3 separate regions of the Gossypium hirsutum genome follow, and regions 1 and 2 are each linked to region 3. Evidence: chromatin contacts called from public Hi-C data. All regions are on one chromosome and are shown on one strand. The core of a region is the stretch at or near the end of the contact, and the rest is flanking DNA. Distances in the headings are between cores, read along the strand shown. Region 1 holds the start of LOC107950755 (circumsporozoite protein). Region 2 has its middle 23 kb from the start of LOC121215672. Region 3 holds the start of LOC107950761 (mitochondrial inner membrane protein OXA1).

Region 1 (3,049 bases), core at 138-2,637, 160 kb after region 3:
ACCCTTTTGCACATTGTTACCTTCTATCTCACCATCTGTATTCCCTTTGTTATCATGTTTTGATTCTTCCAAACCCTTTTGCACGTTATCAACTTCTTTCGCACCATTCGTCTCTCCTCTGGTTTTAAGATTTGATTCTTTCTGACCTTTTTGCTCATTATCACCTTCTTTCGCACCATCCATCACTCCTTTGGATTCCTGACCCTCCTTATCGCCTTTTCCACCATCTGCCTTTCCCCTGGCTTCAAACTGCGATTCTTCCTTACCCTTTTGCTCGTTATCACCTTTTGTACTGTCCACTTTTCCTCCGGCTTCAAACCGCGATTCGTCCTTACCCTTGTGCTCATTATCACCTTTTCCACCATCTGCCTTTCCTCCGGCATCAAAATGTGATTCTTGCTTAGCCTTTTGCACATTATCACCTTCTCCACTATCGGTCTTTCCTCCGGCTTCAACATGTGACTCTTCCCGACCCTTGTGCTCAATATCACCTCGTTGTTCATTGTCTGAATTTCCTTCTGCTTCACTACTTGAATCTTTCCCATCCTTCACCAAATTCTCACCTCCATTTGAACCTGATTGCAGTTTCAAATTACTCTTACTTGTATCACTCCCAATATCTCCTTTTGATCCATTAGTTTGATCTCCTCCATTACCTTTCAAGTTTTTAATTCCAATTGAATCTGAAACAGATTTAGATTCACCATTTTCCTTCAACAGTTCCACTGTGCCATCTAATTTCTGATTTAAACCAGTCTGTTCGTTCCCCTAAAAAGGAAAAATCAATGAGAAATTTTATTTGATCCCATGAATGAAATTAAAAAATTTAATCAACTTTCTCCATTAAAAAAAAAACACTCACCTTTGGATCAGAACCTGAGCAATCGACAGCAACTAGCAGTAGAAAAAATCCCATCAAAAGAACATAATTTCTTTCCATATTTAACATAAACCCAATTTTTTTGCTACAATAAGAACCTATTCATCACAGAATTTAATCAAAAGCAACCTCAAAACAGTCTAAATATATATGAAGAAGAAGAAGAAGTTGAAGGTTTCTAACCTTAAAAAGTAGACCTTTTTTTGTACACTAATTTGGACAGCTTCCACATTCACCACTTCCAAACTTGAAATACTTCATTTCTCATCAAAATTTTAGAGAAAAAAGAAGATCAGACATACAAGGGTAGATTTAAAAAAAAAAAGTGTTGGAATAGGAACAGGGGTTAACTGGGGGAGAAAAAAAACAAGGAGACTTTGAACCGAGAAAGGAAACGGTGGCGTTTAGGAGTTATATATAAGCGGAACAGAGTTCCAAGGATATAGGTTGCATAATTGACATTGGCTTTGGATCGCATCGCAAATCTTCTTTTCCTGTTTCTGAAGCAACGTTAATTATTATTATTAACTTTTTTAATTTACGATTTTTTAAATCATTTTATGACACTTGCAACATTAGTTATGTATCAATATAAGTGCGATATTCAAGTTTAGGTATTAATTATGTTTAAAATAAATTTAGATATCTGTTTTTTTACATATATAATATAAAAAAAAGTTTCAAAATGGTATACCAGCTGAACTATTTACGAAAATGGTGTATCAGGGATGGTGGAGGGTGGCGCATAGGTGGCACCACCTTTATTTTTAGACTTTTCTGACTGACAGTGAAAAAAACACTTTTTTAATAGGTGAAACCTTTTGAATACGCAACCCGAGTACAAATACAAAACAAATATAAAATGAAATTAAAAAAAAGGAAAATCGAAAAAATAGGGTGAAGGGTGAGTGTCAGGCGGCACTGGTGAAGCCCTCTTAACAGGCGACATCATGTTAGCCCTAACTCCCTCGACTATTGCGTCGTGATGGGATGAGACCCATAAGGGTCTTGTGAAATCGAGTTTGGGGGACCTTATAACCATGGTCCCTTAAAGTGAAAAAAAGAAAAAAGAAAAATGTTATGGTTTAGCTAACGGTCATATCTTTGTTTATATTTCTATTAAGACTGTTAAAAATAATTAGTTAAACGCTGCAATTTCTTTTGAGTGGATTAGTGATACGATGAGTTTTTTGTCTAGTAAAAAACGGGTGCGTTTAGTCTATTGCAGTATAGCGGTTATTGCTGTCATTATATTGCTTGTAACCGAAAGGGAAAGACATGAAAAATTGAATTCTGTTTTCAGCTTCTTTTTTCTCTTTCTGTTTTTTCTCTGGATTTCCTCTCTTCTTTCTTTTTTATCTCTATCTCAAATCATTCTTCAACAAAGGTATCAAAGCTATCGATCCTCATGACTGGTGACGGAGTAACCATGCAAATGTAGAAGGAACTCGGACAGATCCAAGGTGAACTTTCTCACATGCAGTCAGAGTTTTCTCAGTTGAATACATGAATTGATGTTCGGTTGAAAGATCTACAAGAAGGAATCAAGTCGGAGGTACGTAAATGAATCAAGTCGGAGGTACGTACAAAACTTCGTTCTGAGCTTCACTCTTTATTTGAGCAATATTTTGGTCATGGACCTCTAATGGCAGTGGACGGTGCGGTGAATAGTAAAGGTAAAGGGATTTTGGGGTCACCACCTAGTTTCCCATCTTAAGAACACATAATAGTATCTCCGATGGCAGATCTAGGCCATTCAAGCATGTCTTCATGTGGAGTGATGGTGGAAGCTAATCGTTTCACTTTTAGGATGGAATGCCCGTCATTTGATGGTGAGAACTTTCAAGGATGGTGGTCCAAGCTTGAGCAGTACTTTGAAGAGGAGGTGATTGGTGATCATGCAAAGGTTCGGCTAGTTATGTTGCATCTCGAAGGTAAGGCACTTGACTGGCACCATTTTTTTGCTCGAAGGCATGGGGGATTACATCAACTATCTTGGAATATCTATGCTAGGGGACTTAGGGAGCGTTTTGGGTCAGACTCTTTTCTCGATCCTATGGCAGAACTAGTGACCCTCAAATAGCTTGGTTCTGTTGACCAGTATCATGATGATTTTCTAAGTTTGTTGAATCAGTTGAACCTGCCTGAAACTTATGCACTAAGCATCTT
Region 2 (2,922 bases), core at 176-2,675, 190 kb before region 3:
TTGTAATGACAATACAGGAGCTGCATTCCCAAACAATGTCTCTGTCAACTCCAATTGTTCAGTACAATCTTGGAATTCATCCGGGGAAGGGCTACGTACTTTAGGTTCATTCTCCCATAAAGGTTCGACAATCAACTGATACAATTGTGACTTTGAACATTTATGGCGTGGCGAATATTTCAGACCACACCAAAAACAAAGTCCTTTTTTTCCTTCTGTCTTCCAATTCAGCTTGCGATAAGGACTTGGAAGGAAGTTTAGGAGCCAATTTCCCATTCACTGTTTCACTGGCCAATCCAACACTACCACTCCCACGTTGACTTCTAATCACAGGAAATAATGGCCTCATTATATTAGACCCACTATTAAAACTGCCTTCTCTTTTGACCGGTCCCGCCACAATGGTTTCCACTTGCCTTGCTAACTGGTAACCTTCTACCAATGTTTGAGGCTTGAACAACCGAAGATATTGCCCGATTTTCAGTTTGAGGTTGCTAAGGAATATACTTAATGCATAGGATTCAGGTAAGTTGAGCTGATTCAACAAACTCAAAAAATCATCATAAAATTGGTCCACTAAGCTAAGTTGTTTAAGGGACACTAATTCTGCCATAGGATCTAAGACAAAATCTGATCTGAAACGCTCTCGAAGCCCCTCGAATAAACCTCCCAAGACACTTGATGAACCCCTCCATGTCTACGCACAAAAAAATGATGCCAATCAAGTGCTTTACCTTCAAGGTGTAACATGACGATCCTGACCTTTGCATGATCTGCAATTCCTTCGGCCTCAAATACTGCACTAGTTTGAACCACCAACCTCGGAAGTGCTCACCATCACAATGTAGACAGTCAACTCGAAAAGAAAAATGTTCGGATTCCATCAACACTCCCCTTTGTGACATGCTCGAATGGCCGAGATCTGCTCTTGGAGATACTATTAAATGCTCTTGAGGTGGAAACCTCGGTGGTGTTCCTAAGATCCCTTTTCCCTTGTTGCTAGATGCATTCCCCACAATCGATGGGTTACTTTGGCCAAAATATTGTTCGAACAAGGAGTGAAGCTCAGAATGAAGTTCGGAACGTACCTCCTACTTAATTTCTGCCTGCAGATCTTTCATCTTAGTGTCCATCCGTACATCCCACTGAGTTAGCTCCAGTTGCAAGTGAGAAAGCTCACCTTGGATCTGCCGATTTCCTTCTGCATGCGAGTACTGATTCCGTCCCCTATCATGAAGATCGACAAGCTCTGATACCTTTTGCAACGTTCTAAATCGGAAAGATAAAGATGAAGAACAGAGAAGAAGAATTACAGAAAGAAAAAAAACGAGAAAATCGAGAGAAGGAGACTGTTGATAACGGTTATCCAATTTCATGATATTTCCTCACGCAGTTACAGACATATAATAACCCTGTAACAAGAATCAAAACGCTCCTGTTTTGAGTTAAACAAAACTCACCGTTTTCATTAACTCTTACAAGCAAAAACGCAACGTATAACTAATTATTATAACGAAAACTTAACTAAAATATGAAAAAGCTAGATGACCGTTGTTCCTCCCATAACATATTTAAAAGATAAAAGATAAAGAAACGAAACAAAAGTCAGATTGTGGAGTTTTTTTTTTAAAAAGCTACACCAATAATATATTAAATAGTAATTCCACATTTGATACTCAAGATTTTTATATGGTAGAAATTATTAGGTAAGCTCTTCTTAATGTCTCATCCAATCATATAATGTTATATAAAATTATTTTACACGTTATTTTTAATTAATAAATAAGTTATCCTAAAAATTTACCTTTTCATCTAATTCCTATTCGGATTGATTATAGAGCTTGCAGCCATCTATAATCATCGTTGTCGTTGCTACTAAGAGCTGGTTCAATGCCAAAAGCTATTTGACCTATTTGATACAGTAAAAGCCTAATGTCATGACATAAATTGATGAAACCTCAATTAAAAAACCTAAAATTCAAAAAGAGTTCAAATAAAAAAGAGCATGTCGAGCCAGCTAGAATAGGACTTGCATATTCCATGCGAGGGGAAGTTTTTGGAGCTTTGGCTTAGATGCTGATGATGATGATGATTATCTCTTAAAAGCAATGAATATTAAAGTTGATACCAAAAAGTCCAGAATAAAGAAGCTTTAATTTTTCTTTATAAAGAAATATGTGCTAGCAAATTAGCAATGTATACGGGAAGGGAAAACTTTAATAAGCAAAAAAGATAAATCTTAAAATTATACATAAATTTTAGTTTAATATGTAATTATATGTATGAATTTTAATTTGGTGCAACTATATATATGAAACTTTGATTGTGTTTCAAATGTATAAATGTAATTTTAATTTTGATTCAATCATACACATTTAAAGAAATAAATAGATTAATTTATTTTTATATTGGATAAATATAATTATTTTTGTATGCAATATATAAATATAAAATGATGTTATATCAATAATTGTGTTAATAATTTGTGATAGTTGAATTAAAACAAAATTTTATATATAAAATTATATAAAATCAAAATTTATATATATAATTACACATTAAATTAAAATTAATATATAATTTTAAAATTTATCCCTAAAAAAAATAAATTGATTAAGACAGTATAAACTTTTTCTCACATCTTCAACAAGATAAAAAAAATAAAGAAAAGAAACGAAAACCTAGATATATATTCGTGAAATTTATATTACAATTTTTTATCATTATAAAGTAATTCTCGGTTTGAGCGTAGTCACATATTAAAAAATTAGGAGTTATAACGAAGGTGGGTGGTGTCGAAAATTAATTTTATGATTTTAAAATTACGGTTTTAAAATGTTTTTTCTATAAATTATATTCGTAAATATTAATATTTAATATTTACGGGATTAGTATAGAAATATATTAAATTTTGATCTATTA
Region 3 (2,977 bases), core at 459-2,958:
TTTTTCAAATCTTCTTCTTCGTACTCTTCTCCTTCGTTTTCCTCTCTTTTCAACCGTCAACAAGTACTGGAATTTGCCCTGTTTCTTGTGGTGATCAACGGATTCGCTTCCCTTTTCGTCTTAGCAACCAACTTGATCTTTATCCCCGTTTTGATCTCTCATGCAAAAATCAACCTAAAGCAGTTCTCACCCTTCCATTTTCTGGTCAATTCATAGTCGAAAATATCGATTATTTGTATCAATGACCCTAATTATTGCCGCCCAAGACATCTCCTTAAGGGTATGAACCCCTCTTGTACTCCTTTTGAGCCTCAATATGCTGAAAACTATGTGTTTCAAAATTGCTCAAATGGTGCAATATCAAAACAACTTCCCCAATTAAGGTACATTTCTTGTCTTAGTGGCGAAACTTTCTCTGTGATGGCCATTCCATGAATCGTCTTGATATGTACGCATCTTTATTATGGACGTGTAGGAAGATAGCTAGCGTTTTAGTTCCTGCTTCGGATCCTAAGTATGGTATGAGATTGACATGGCATGAACCCGATTGCACGTCTTGTGAACACAGCTGTGGGAATTGCATGTTCAAGAGTGACATCGGAGCTCTGGTATGGCAAGTGCTAAAATGGGTATAGTTTTCAGAGAGGAAATACCCCTGTTATGCATCATAGGGCTTGTGTTTCAACTCGGAAGGAAGTCTAACAATTATTAGAAAGGACTTGATGGACCAAGTATTGATGCCTATCCGGTGATTTTGCTTAGTGAAACCCGGCAATTACCAGGGCCTAGTGATAACACTTGATCAACATGTCTTTGGGAATACCAAGATAATGAAAAGTTAAGGACCATTCCAAACTGTGAGCATTGTTTTCATGCCCTTTGCATCAATGAGTGGCTGAAATTAAAATGTCGCAACACCCCCACTGTTTTATGATTTTACATTGGTTCTCTGATTTTGTATTTCCATTCTCCACAATTACTAAATTTCAGACAACCAATGCAAATTAAAGTGTTAAAACTAACATCTTTCTCTTGCATTCATATAAATATAATTAAAGATATTATGAATTAGTATGATTATAGAATGATATATTAAGAATCAAGATACACATTATGTTCTGGAAGCTAATTAAATCTTTTAGAATTTTAGAGGGCTTAATGAACATTTTCAAAAATTTTGACAACTTCAATTAAAAATTATAAAAACTTAATAAGATTTTTTAAAAATTTTGGGAGAATTAATTAAAATTTATAAAATAAATATTAAAGAGACTTGAGGAGAATTTACAGAATATTGGGAGGCTTAATTAAAATTTAAAGGGCTTAATGGTAATTTCCCAAAGTTTTGGGAGGCTAAGTCACCTCTTTGGTTTCCCTGAGGATCCTCCTTGTACAATCTTTTGAATTAATAAATATTATGGTCAACGGTAGTCAATACTATCAAAGTTGGCATCGATTATTTGATGTGTTTTCATTGGCCACTACTTTTTCAACATCATTAGCTTCAGGGGTAAAAAGTACAATTGAGTAACAATCACTAAAATTGGGTAAAAAATCTTTAGGTATCAATGTATAAAAAGGGGATAATTCAAGGGTCAAATCATGAATAAACCCAAGGAAAAAAATAGTGGGAATGACTGTCAGTCTCCAAGTGGGCTAAGCTAGACCCAGTATTCTCAATGGTGACCCATTCTGTTCGCTACAAATGGATGGAATTTACACAAAAAAGAAAAAACAGGTACTGGGCGAAACAAAAGAGCTGTACGGAGAAGTAAATACAGGGGAGTTGATCACTGTTCTGTTTCGAGTTTCGAAGTGCACCTTGTTGGTTTCTGCACTTAACAAGACTTTTTCTCTTTCGAACTCAGCACTGTGATGTGAATGAAACCCTGAGTTTTTGCTTCTTACTTGCGGTACTCTCTTTGAACTCCCAGATTTTAGCTTCAGAAAATCTCACTGTATGGCCTCTTCTTAGTGATTTAGTTCTATTTGCTAGAAATGAATCTCGAGGCTTTGGTTTTTAATATTATTTTAGCTGCATTTATCTTGCTTTGCTAATGGTTTTAATTTGATCGTACCCTTTCTTTTGTTAGAGGAATTTCTATTCTTTGTATCAATGGCGTTTAGGCGTAGCCTTTCCAGGAGAGCAACCCTAATCGCTAGACGATGTCAACCGTCATTTGCCTACATTGTCCATGAAGATGACCGTAAAAATCATCCTTTAAACGAGTCCTACTCTCAGCCAAAACCTAGCAATTTGTTTCAACAAAGATCTTTTGGAACTGGGTTTAGTAATTCATCATCAGGCTTTGGTGTGTTGTTTCAAGATAGAAGATGTTCCAAACTATCTCTCATTCCTAGCACTGGTGTGTCGTTTTTTCGGTATATGTCGACTACAGATAATGATGGGGCAGATAAGATTGAGTTTATGACTGATGGGGCAGATAGGATTGGGCTTATGACCGATATTTCGGAAGCTCTTAAGGATAGTTCTTTCGAAGCAGTGGCTTCGCAGGCTCCTGCTGTGAATGAGGTTGCTGTTGCTGCTGCTGATTCTGCGTTACCCGTTGCTGCCATACAGTACGTTATCGATGCAGTTCATTCTTCTACTGGCTTGAACTGGTAATTCCTGCTTGTAATTATTTAGTTTTTTTGTATTTATGTAAATGTACCAAGAACGAATGGAATGCACTATGAATTGGATTCAAATCTGATGATTTAAACTATCTACCTGATCAATATTTCAAATGGCCAAAAGGGTGGCAAGCATAAACTATCAGTGCTATAAATATAAGGACTTCGATCTATGAAACACTGATCTCCATTCTCCATTATATGTAATCTATCAGATTCTAGTCAAACCAGTTTGCTATTATCTCTTACACATGGTTGAATTAAATTTATTACATGCAACATGATGACAAATAAATCTTAATGAGAATCTTCGTGGTGTGTCTTATGCGATATGTATCTTGTG

The links. Hi-C and Micro-C count contacts between places; a contact is called where the count stands out from the background.
Region 1: a Hi-C map of hypocotyl shows a contact between it and region 3, with 1.9 times the contacts expected there. The contact joins the promoter of LOC107950755 here to the promoter of LOC107950761 in region 3. A contact is called at or near these places in 5 of 34 Hi-C or Micro-C datasets (callus, hypocotyl and leaf).
Region 2: a Hi-C map of leaf shows a contact between it and region 3, with 2.2 times the contacts expected there. The contact joins the enhancer-like site here to the promoter of LOC107950761 in region 3. A contact is called at or near these places in 6 of 34 Hi-C or Micro-C datasets (anther, callus, hypocotyl and 1 more).

Annotation. Positions count from the first base shown.
Region 1 is chrD03:33,642,745-33,645,793 of Gossypium_hirsutum_v2.1, reverse strand. LOC107950755 (circumsporozoite protein) reads right to left here and starts at 1,387. Exons shown (of 5, transcript XM_016885706.2): 1 at 1,064-1,387; 2 at 863-978; 3 at 1-768. The coding sequence starts at 949.
Region 2 is chrD03:33,992,949-33,995,870 of Gossypium_hirsutum_v2.1, reverse strand. No RefSeq gene overlaps it. Among protein-coding and RNA genes, the nearest start is that of LOC121215672, 23 kb to the left of the region's middle. Within about 2 kb of position 1,425, at least 6 of the 9 cell types and tissues checked have an H3K27ac peak or open chromatin away from gene starts, as enhancers often do. A contact at or near this core is called in leaf, where this site is marked.
Region 3 is chrD03:33,799,961-33,802,937 of Gossypium_hirsutum_v2.1, reverse strand. It overlaps LOC107950761 (mitochondrial inner membrane protein OXA1), which reads left to right and starts at 1,708. Exons shown (of 11, transcript XM_041089985.1): 1 at 1,708-1,913; 2 at 2,094-2,622. The coding sequence starts at 2,117.